Linked DNA regions of Sus scrofa: region 2 is linked to region 1. Evidence: chromatin contacts called from public HiChIP or PLAC-seq data. All regions are on one chromosome and are shown on one strand. The core of a region is the stretch at or near the end of the contact, and the rest is flanking DNA. Distances in the headings are between cores, read along the strand shown. Region 1 overlaps TCF7L2 (transcription factor 7-like 2). Region 2 overlaps TCF7L2 (transcription factor 7-like 2).

Region 1 (4,340 bases), core at 1,014-3,513:
GAAACTGTGTCTTTGGTTTATAAGACAGGCTCCCTGGGTTTAGGGGCCCGTGAGTCCTTTTGGGGAAGTGGGGCAGTGGCTTGACCCCAGCAAACGTAACTGACCCACCGAGTTACCAGCCAACTTAAATGTCACCAAATGTGGCGGCCCCTTTCACCTTTTATGTCCTACCTAAGTTATGGCTCTCAGCTAGTTTACTGGAAAATATATTTTCTCAAAAATTTTTTTTTTCTTGAGGAGCCAAATGATGTGTTAGAAAATGTAAAGGAACAAGAAGGAATTGTCCATAATCCCACCATCTAGAGAAAAGCATTGCTAAACGGTGGTTGATTTTTCTTTTTCAAAGCAGTAAATAGATGAGTGTTCTGAATATATTGATTCCCCCCCCCCCTTCGGGTGTGCATGTGGTCACGTGGGCAGCCAAGCTTTTTTTCAGGTGAATTTCATCCAGGCTTGACACCTGCCCCTTCTCAAAAAGTAAACCCCTATCTTATTTGTCTGGTGGTTTCACTGTGGATGGCACTAAGGGAGGCAAGCTGACGTTATGTTAAAGACTTGACAAGCCAGCACCCATCTGTTGGTTTCTTTGCTCTAACCTCTGAGCTGGTGATGGGCTGAAATGTCACCTTTGCCCTTCTTTAAAAGCAGGAGAAATGGGGGGTGAGTGGCTGGATGCCTCTGAAAATACTGGGAAGTGCTGTTGGCCGTAGGGTAAGCTTTTTAGAAGTTGGTACATGCAGTGTGTTGTTTTAACTAATGAATCTTCTGGGCCTGAAGATAATGAGGTCAGAGGGCAGCGAGGCCACCTTAGCACTCACTTGAGGGTCCACAACACCCAGAACGTGCCTGGCCTACTTTGCGGGTGGTGGGGGAAGATGGGGCTGGAATGCTTTTTTGATTGATAGCAGGGATTGGAAGATAGATGGAGTGGCCTCCTGGCTGATGGGGAGCCAACTGAGAAGAAGGTAGTGGGCGCCTCAGAGAAGCAAACAGAACAGCTTCCCCCTACCTTTACCGCCTCACTGGGTGCGGGTCCATCTGCATCCAGTGCTTTGTGCTCCTTTTTCCTGAGTGGAAATGCAAGCATTCTGTGCAGCCCAGCTCCCCTCTTAACCTCCCCTCCCAACCCCCTGCCCTCATCCTCCTCTCCCCACTCCCCTTCCCCTCCCCACCCCTTGCCCCGGCTTGGCTTTACCTGATGCGAGTGTGCTTTGCTCAGACTCTGCAAATAGCAAGTTCCCAGTGACAGTGTGGCAACTGGATGCAGAGGCCGGTGCAGTCCTGTAATAATATAGCTTGTGTTTTTAGAATATTTGATGTTATATTTTACAGTCTAAGTGCTTTTCAGATACCTTTCTATTGTCTTTATTTTATAGATATATTAAATAACCAGGGCTTGTTTGGGGAGCCAGGAGAGGGTTGTGGGGTTAGAGGGAAGGGAACGGGTCTTGACTGACTCCTGAAGCTGCCGAGCAGCCAGCAACCTCAGTAATGGTTTAGGGGAAACTTTGCATCCACCTGAAGAGGGAGGGGGATGAGGGGAAATTATTTGACAATACCTGGGGATCAAGGGAGCCAGAATCTCTGTCCACTGTCACCCAGCAAGTTGGGTGAGAGCTGGGACCTTAGGCCCCGTGATCTTTCTCTTCTGTCTTCCACACCTAACGTCATGCCTGGTTCCGGCATCAATACGTATTTGTCGAATGTTAAATGAGGCTTAAAGAGACCGTTCAGGCTTGGCACAGGGGCACCGAGAGGCAAACATGTTTCCTGCCCTCATAACCTTCACTTCCAAATCCTGTCACCTCGAGCTGGTTGCCTAGGCTCTTCCAGCTCAGTTTCCTGAAAACTTCTCTAAAAAAATAGGTAAAGGACTAGCAGAGGGCATTTCTGGGTAAGAACTCCACTCTTGGATGATTTCTGCTGCTTATTGCTTTCTTTGCATTTTTCCTGCTACACAGCGCCTTCTTTATTTTCACCTCCTAGAACATAAATGTCTGATGACACACTGTAGTGTTGGGTAATAACAACAATGGAAAAAGCATTCCTGACGTTAGTGCCAAAGTCCCCGCATGTGACCAGCATCAACTTAATAACAACAACGGTGGTTGGAGAGCTGGCATTTATTTCTCCAGCACCTACCGTACGGTCTTGGGGTGGCAGCATCTCTGATGGAAGGAGCTGTTGGCTGTATAAACTGCACTCCCCACATGTGTTTGTTCTGGGCGTTTGGTATCTCACTTGGCTTGTTTACAGCCTGGACATTTGCTCTGGCCATCCTCAGAGGACATGGTCAGTGCAGGAGGAAACCCACGCTGGTCTTTGGACCGGACTGGGGCTTGGCGATGGTCCCCAAACAGGGTGCCAATGGCTCATGCTTGTTTTTCTGCCTGACGGTAGTGAGCCCGAGGTACAGGGAGGACTTCCCTTTTCCCAACTGGCTAACCCCTTCTTTAGGCAATTTCTATTCTTTTTTTTTTTTTACTTTTTATTTTTATCTTTTGTCTTTTTAGGGCCTCATGCGCGACATATGAAAGTTCCCAGGCTAGGGTTTGAATCAGAGCTGCTTCCGCGATGTACACCACAGCTCATGGCAATGCTGGATCCTTAACCCACTGAGCGAGGCCAGGGATTGAACCTGTGTCCTCATGGATACTAGTCAGGTTCATTACCACTGAGCCACAGTGGGAACTCTTAGGCAATGTTTTTAGCAGGCAAGGTTTTAAATCTTATTGACATTTCCGAAGAAAGGTAGAGGAGGGGGAAAAAAAATCAAGACGTGTCTGGGAGAAAAGTGGCAGGTTTTTGTTTTTTGAGATTTTTTTTTCTTTGTCATTTTTCTTTCGTGTGCACATTGTAAAACCTCTTTCAGATGATGATTTCGTGTGGTTTCTTGGTAGCCCTGGAGCAGCTGCTGCTGGGTCTGACCTAGTGCATCTCAACCCCTGGTTCTGTGGGCCACCTGTGCCTTGTGTGTCTGCTGTTTGCAGAGCATGAAAGAGAAGAGTCAGAATTCTGCTGGGGTTGCAGACATTTTAAGAAATCTCTTTAAGTGTGAGGACCAGTTGGAGGGAAGAAATACAGTGGCTTAGAACACCAGGCCTGCAGCTGAGCTTTGGTGTACCTGGTTGGAGAGCAGACGTGGGGGAGACCAAGCGTAGTAATAGGAAAATTCCACTTGACCAGAAGGCTAGGAATGAATGAATGGGAGGATGGGGTGGGAGTAATCCGGAGAGGCGAGGCTGGTTAACTAGGAATGTTTTCGGTCACTTTGTTTTACTTCGGGCCAAGTGTTCATTTCCCTTTAATCATTGAATCATAAACAGGGATTTACTTTTTCGGATGATTTAGAATCGTGCAATGGCTCCAGGAGTTTTATTCTGACGGTGCCAATCATGTTAATAGCAATATCATAGCTAGCTAATAATATAATAGCATTTACTAAGCCCACACCATATGCGAGGCATCGTGCCAAGCCTGTGAACTCTGAGAGGTGGCTGTTGGGTGTATTCCCATTTTACAGATGAGGAAGCCAATGCTCACAGAGATGAAAGCCTTTGCCCAAGCCCACCCTACTTCTCGATGGTTCGTTTTGCTATCTTCTCTGTCTCTCTCTTTTTTTTTTTTTTTTTTGTCTTTTTGCCTTTTCTAGCGCTGCTCCCGTGGCATATGGAGGTTGCCAGGCTAGGGGCCTAATTGGAGCTGTAGCCACTGGCCTACGCCAGAGCCACAGCAGCGTGGGATCCGAGCCGCGTCTGCACCACAGCTCACGGCAACGCCGGATCCTTAACCCACTGAGCAAGGCCAGGGATCGAACCCGCAACCTCATGGTTCCTAGTTGGATTCATTAACCACTGAGCCATGAAGGGAACTCCTTTGCTTTCTTCTCTTAAAGAGCTCCATTTCTTTGAGAGTCGGCACTTGGCATATATTAGGCCCTCAGTACAGACCCTGGTGAGTGACTGGAGTTATGGAGCTGGGGTTTGAAGTGGGTCTGAGCTGCCTCTAGAGGAGCTCTGGGAACTTGGTCTGAATGCATGCAGTCCCCGTGACCCCTATATTGCTGCTTTAGGTCCTCATAGTAGTAGGTTCCATTAACTCAGTGGGGGGCTCAGTGGTCCAAAGGAGAGGGCGCAAGGGACTTTGTGGAGGCAAGAACAAGGCTCCTGAGGCGCTTTGGCATTAAAGACACAGGCTGAACTGTCATTCGAGAGAATTTGCTGGATTAGTGTTTTTCCCCTCTGTTTGTGGCAGCGTGTGATTCGCTCTGAGGCCCTGGGTCTGCAGGGCGAGTTGGGCAGACTCCAGAAGACTTTGCAGGTGGAATGAAAATACCTGAG
Region 2 (4,340 bases), core at 735-3,234, 87 kb after region 1:
TAATAGGCCTCTATGACATCTAAGTAAACTATGCATTTTTAGAAAAGTAGTATCTTTGTAGATAATAATGAAGTTGTAGTTTCTGTACTAGGTTAGAATACCTTTTGCATCAGACCATCACAATCTGAACAACTGTTAAAAAGAAAATCAATTTGGAGTTCCCGTTGTGGCTCAGTGGTTAACAAATCCAACTAGGAACCATGAGGTTGCAAGTTCGATCCCTGGCCTTGCTCAGTGGGTTAAGGATCTGGCGTTGCCATGAGCTGTGGTATAGGTTGCAGGCACGGCTCGGATCCTGCGTTACTGTGGCTCTGGCATAGGCCGGCGGCTACAGCTCTGATTAGAACCCTAGCCTGGGGACCTCCATATGCCGTGGGAGCGGCCCTAGAAAAGACCAAAAAAAAAAAAAAAAAAGAAGACAAAAGAAAATCAATTTTAGGAACTGTGTTTAAAGAACTTTCTGGCCCCAATATGTGCCTTGAAATATTTTGAGATTGTCTACTGAAGTTTTTTTTTAATTTTTTCCCCCCCTAAAAGATATGGTAGTAATGTTTTTCTATATAAATGCCTGCAACAAGCATTTCTTGAGCATCTCCCAGTGCTTAATTTGTTCTGTGTACTTATACTTAAGACACAGTGAAAACCATGTCATATATGCACATTTTTGGTAAAGGAGACTCTTCTCCTTATAAGCTCTGCTGCCCGAAAATAACAGTAAAGGATGAAGTGGAGTCTAATTGCTGTTCTTGCCCTCTTCATATATCTTATTTAAGTTATAGTTGGAAAAGCAGCTAAAAACATGGAGTTCATGCCAGTAGTTTGAGGAGTTGCAGTTTATCTAGCCCTGGAATTAAGTGGCGTTCATCATCTCTTCCTGAGCACCAGTGAGTGATGTTTCTGACCCAAACATAGACTAAACTGGCCAGCTGTGTGGGTCAAACAGGATAGCCAGCAGCTCTGAGGTCAGGATGGTGCCGAAAACCCAGCATCTGCTTGTTATCCCACCCCCCAAATCTGTGATGTCCCCTGACCTCCTGTGCGCACAGCGCTTCATCTGTAGGTGATTTGACAGCAGAATTTAGCATTTGAGAGTCTTTAAAAACAGCCCCAAAAGGGGCAATTAAAAATTTGTGCTTCTTCTATAGCGTATAAAGCACGCTTTTCAGTTCTGTATTTCAGGAGCAGAGTCATTGGCGTTGAACGTTGGGCTGGATAGTCAAAGAGCTGGTTTTTGTTTGACTTTGACTAGATCATCCATGAAGGGATTCCAGGAGTGTATCTATTAGCACCTCGACACTAGGAACTTATTACCACCCTCTCTAGGTTGTAAGGTCCCCAAAGACAAGGACTTTTTCCCTTCTAGTTGACTGATGTATTCCGTAGTGCCTGAAACAGTGCCATGTGTGAAAGAGACCCTGAGTGGGTATTGATTGAAGTAGTGCATAACTCTTTTTTTTTTTAAGTGTTTTAAGTTGTTATTATTATTATTTTTGGCCACTCCCGAGGCACTCAGAAGTTCCCGGGCCAGGGATCAAACCCTAAGCCACAGCAGTGGTGATGCCAGATCCTTAACTCACTGAGCCACCAGGGAGCTCTAGTGCATGGCTCTTTAAGGGAGGAACGCAGGAACGATTCTACCTTCGCTGCAATTATTCTTCCTCCTCCTCCTCCTTTTTCATTTGCTGAAGCGCCTAACCAGCTAATCTCAATTCTTCTGAGTCCTCTGAGCTTGTTTGTTTTTCTGTCTACAAAATGGGGCTGTTGTCATGTAAGACTTTATTTGATTATGAGAAATAGTCCCTCCCAAACTTCCTTGAACAGAGGTGCTAGACAAAAACAAGATGGTTTTGAAAAAAACACCGCAGTCCAGACTATACTAAGATGCTTGGTTGCATCCGAAACCAGTTTCACAGTCTGCTTTAGGCGGGCGGTTGCAACATGCTCTCCATCTGTGCCTGATTCCAAGGAGCAAACTTGAGCTCCAACTCCACACTGTGGCGGGAACGTTGGCACCGACGCTCCCCAGACGGCCAATGGGCGTTGCTGTGGTGGAGGCATGACATGATTTAATTTTACTTTATTATTTGCTGGATGTGCCCATTGTGTGTTAGCCTCTGGGTGTGTTTACAAGGAGCTTAGGAAAGAGGTAGAGGCTGCGTTGTCTGTGTGAGGGCCAGGAGTGTTCTCTTTCTTCCTCTCTCTCTCTCTCACGATACACCTCTCCCCTTAGGCATCTAGCACCAGTCCGGGCCAGGGGTGAAATCATCACGATTCAGCAAGAGGCTCAGAAAGACCTGCCTTCCTAAAATCCCTTCCCCTTAGCCCTGTAATTCGCTGTGACAGCAGCTTGGGGCCTGAGCGTGTGTGAGCTTAGTTTCTCAAAGGACACACATGTTGTCAAGGGTGTGGCCAGTCCCTGCGCTTCCTTAGTAGAGTTGAAATCCACTTGACCGGATTTGGGTGACTCTTCCTGGCAACATTCCTAAATTTGCTGTGAAAAGCAAAGGTTCAGAATCCACAAAAACGTCATTTATTTGGCAATGAAAACCAAGGAATTTCGGAACAGGGATCAGTTCTGTCCTGCACAGTCGCCTTCCCTCTTCGTGTTTTGATGACAGGTTCTTTTTATTCAGAAGGGAGCAATCATGTATTTTAAGGGAGGTGGGAAAGGGAGGTGGTTTGGCCTGTGTCCATGTATTCAGATGCTCATCCTTTAAAAAAAAAAGGGGGGGGCTTTATTATGGTGTCCTAGTGAGTATCTCTGTGTCATTGCTGTTTATAAATTATCTTCCCTTCCAACCTGTTTGTTAAGTTCAAATCTTGGCTCTGGGAGAGATACAGTTATCAGTAAGGCAGATTCCCTTTATTCTTACCAACCCCCCCACCCCCACCCCCGGTCATATTGCTGTAGTGTTATCTAACTAGGGGACCTCATGGGTGACAGGAGGTTTTTGGATCCATAACCCCAAGCCACCCCCAGTCCTGGCCTTGCAGGTCTGCCTTATCAAGCCAGTGAAACTTTGGCAGCTTGTGGGGTTCTTCCATCCTTCCTGCACCTGAGGAGATGCATAGCAGTCAGTCCTGATCTAGCAAATGGATGCAAAAATCCCCACCAGTATGTATTTTTGAAATATTTTCATTTGACCGGCTCAGCAGGTTCTAACTTACTTACGCAACTGGATGGGTTTATTTAATTTTCCCCCCAGACCTTGACCAGTGGCTGTGAAGACCCGTGTCCGAGGAAATCGGGCCTCCTCCCTTCCCTGGGGAGCGGACGGGGTTGGGTGTGGTGGCTGGGTTGAGAAGTCCTTGGGGACCTTGAGAAAGGTGTGCCACCTTGAGCAGCTGTGGTCCCCCGTTCTTGTTCACCTTTGCACCCACCTCTCTCAGTCTCAGAGAGCTTTGCAGTCTCTCTTCTTTCTCCCCAGCATCAAAGAAATTAAAATTTCTACCCCCACTGTTGTCCAAATTTTAGAAACTGGAGGTAAACGATGCCATTATAGGCATCTTCTAAACCAAAGATTTCTACTTCAGCTGGCCAAGGATGTCTTTTTAAGAGGGAAAAGGAACTAAATAATTGAGTTGGGTATTTCAAGATATTCAGTCTTAAAAAAAAAAAGTCAGTCATTTAAGAATCCAATACACAGCCAGACTCTTAACCTTGGATTTCCCAAAAATGATTCCTCTTTTCCAAACTTAGGATGGCCATTGGGGGAGGTTTAGCTTGACCATCAGTTGTTACAGGTCACACACGGTCTCAGTAGTTCTTAAAATCTTAATAACGAGCCCTCTAATCCTGCAAGTTTTCAGAAGGAAATCTTGATGAGCCATCCTGGAGTTGCTCTGTCTGGTAGCGTCTTCTTTATTGACAGTAACTCCAGCTGAGCTCCCTTGGTGAATATGTTTTCTCTGGCACCGCTGTGTTTTTTGTTTTGGTTTTAAATCAGAAATGCTTATCAATAGGCTGCATGGTTGGGGAAAATGGCATTTGTTACGGAGCATTTTTTCCCAAGGAGTATCTGGAGAATTTCCCTTTAATACCAAAAACATAATAGTCCTTGTGCTAAGAACATACTAGCATTGTGATCACTGTACAGGAATTTGCATTGTTGACACTGGTATGTAGGTTCCAGAAACTCCAGTTGGTATTCTCTGGCGTTCTGGTCAGGAGCCCTGGCTTCTTGGTCCTTGGCAGAGAACACATCCCTTGGTGACCTGTGGGTACCCTCAGTGGAGGTAGCGATGTGTGGTCTTGCGGAGAAGTCAGAACCTTCGCTGGTCTGTGTTTCCCTCCAGCGTGGAGTTTTGTCATTTCTAATGATGACCATCCATCAGTCCAC

The links. HiChIP or PLAC-seq counts read pairs in DNA pulled down with a chosen protein or histone mark.
Region 2: an H3K27ac HiChIP or PLAC-seq map of alveolar macrophages shows a contact between it and region 1. The contact joins two enhancer-like sites. A contact is called at or near these places in 1 of 47 Hi-C or Micro-C datasets (subcutaneous adipose tissue) and 2 of 2 datasets of contacts at active chromatin or transcription factors (alveolar macrophages and skeletal muscle).

The regions. Positions count from the first base shown.
Region 1 is chr14:123,404,083-123,408,422 of Sscrofa11.1, forward strand. The region is part of intron 4 of TCF7L2 (transcription factor 7-like 2); the gene reads left to right. Among named protein-coding and RNA genes, the nearest start is that of TCF7L2, 63 kb to the left of the region's middle. Within about 2 kb of position 2,264, at least 8 of the 83 cell types and tissues checked have an H3K27ac peak or open chromatin away from gene starts, as enhancers often do. A contact at or near this core is called in alveolar macrophages, where this site is marked.
Region 2 is chr14:123,491,412-123,495,751 of Sscrofa11.1, forward strand. All of the region lies in intron 6 of TCF7L2 (transcription factor 7-like 2), which reads left to right. Among named protein-coding and RNA genes, the nearest start is that of TCF7L2, 150 kb to the left of the region's middle. Within about 2 kb of position 1,985, at least 13 of the 83 cell types and tissues checked have an H3K27ac peak or open chromatin away from gene starts, as enhancers often do. A contact at or near this core is called in alveolar macrophages, where this site is marked.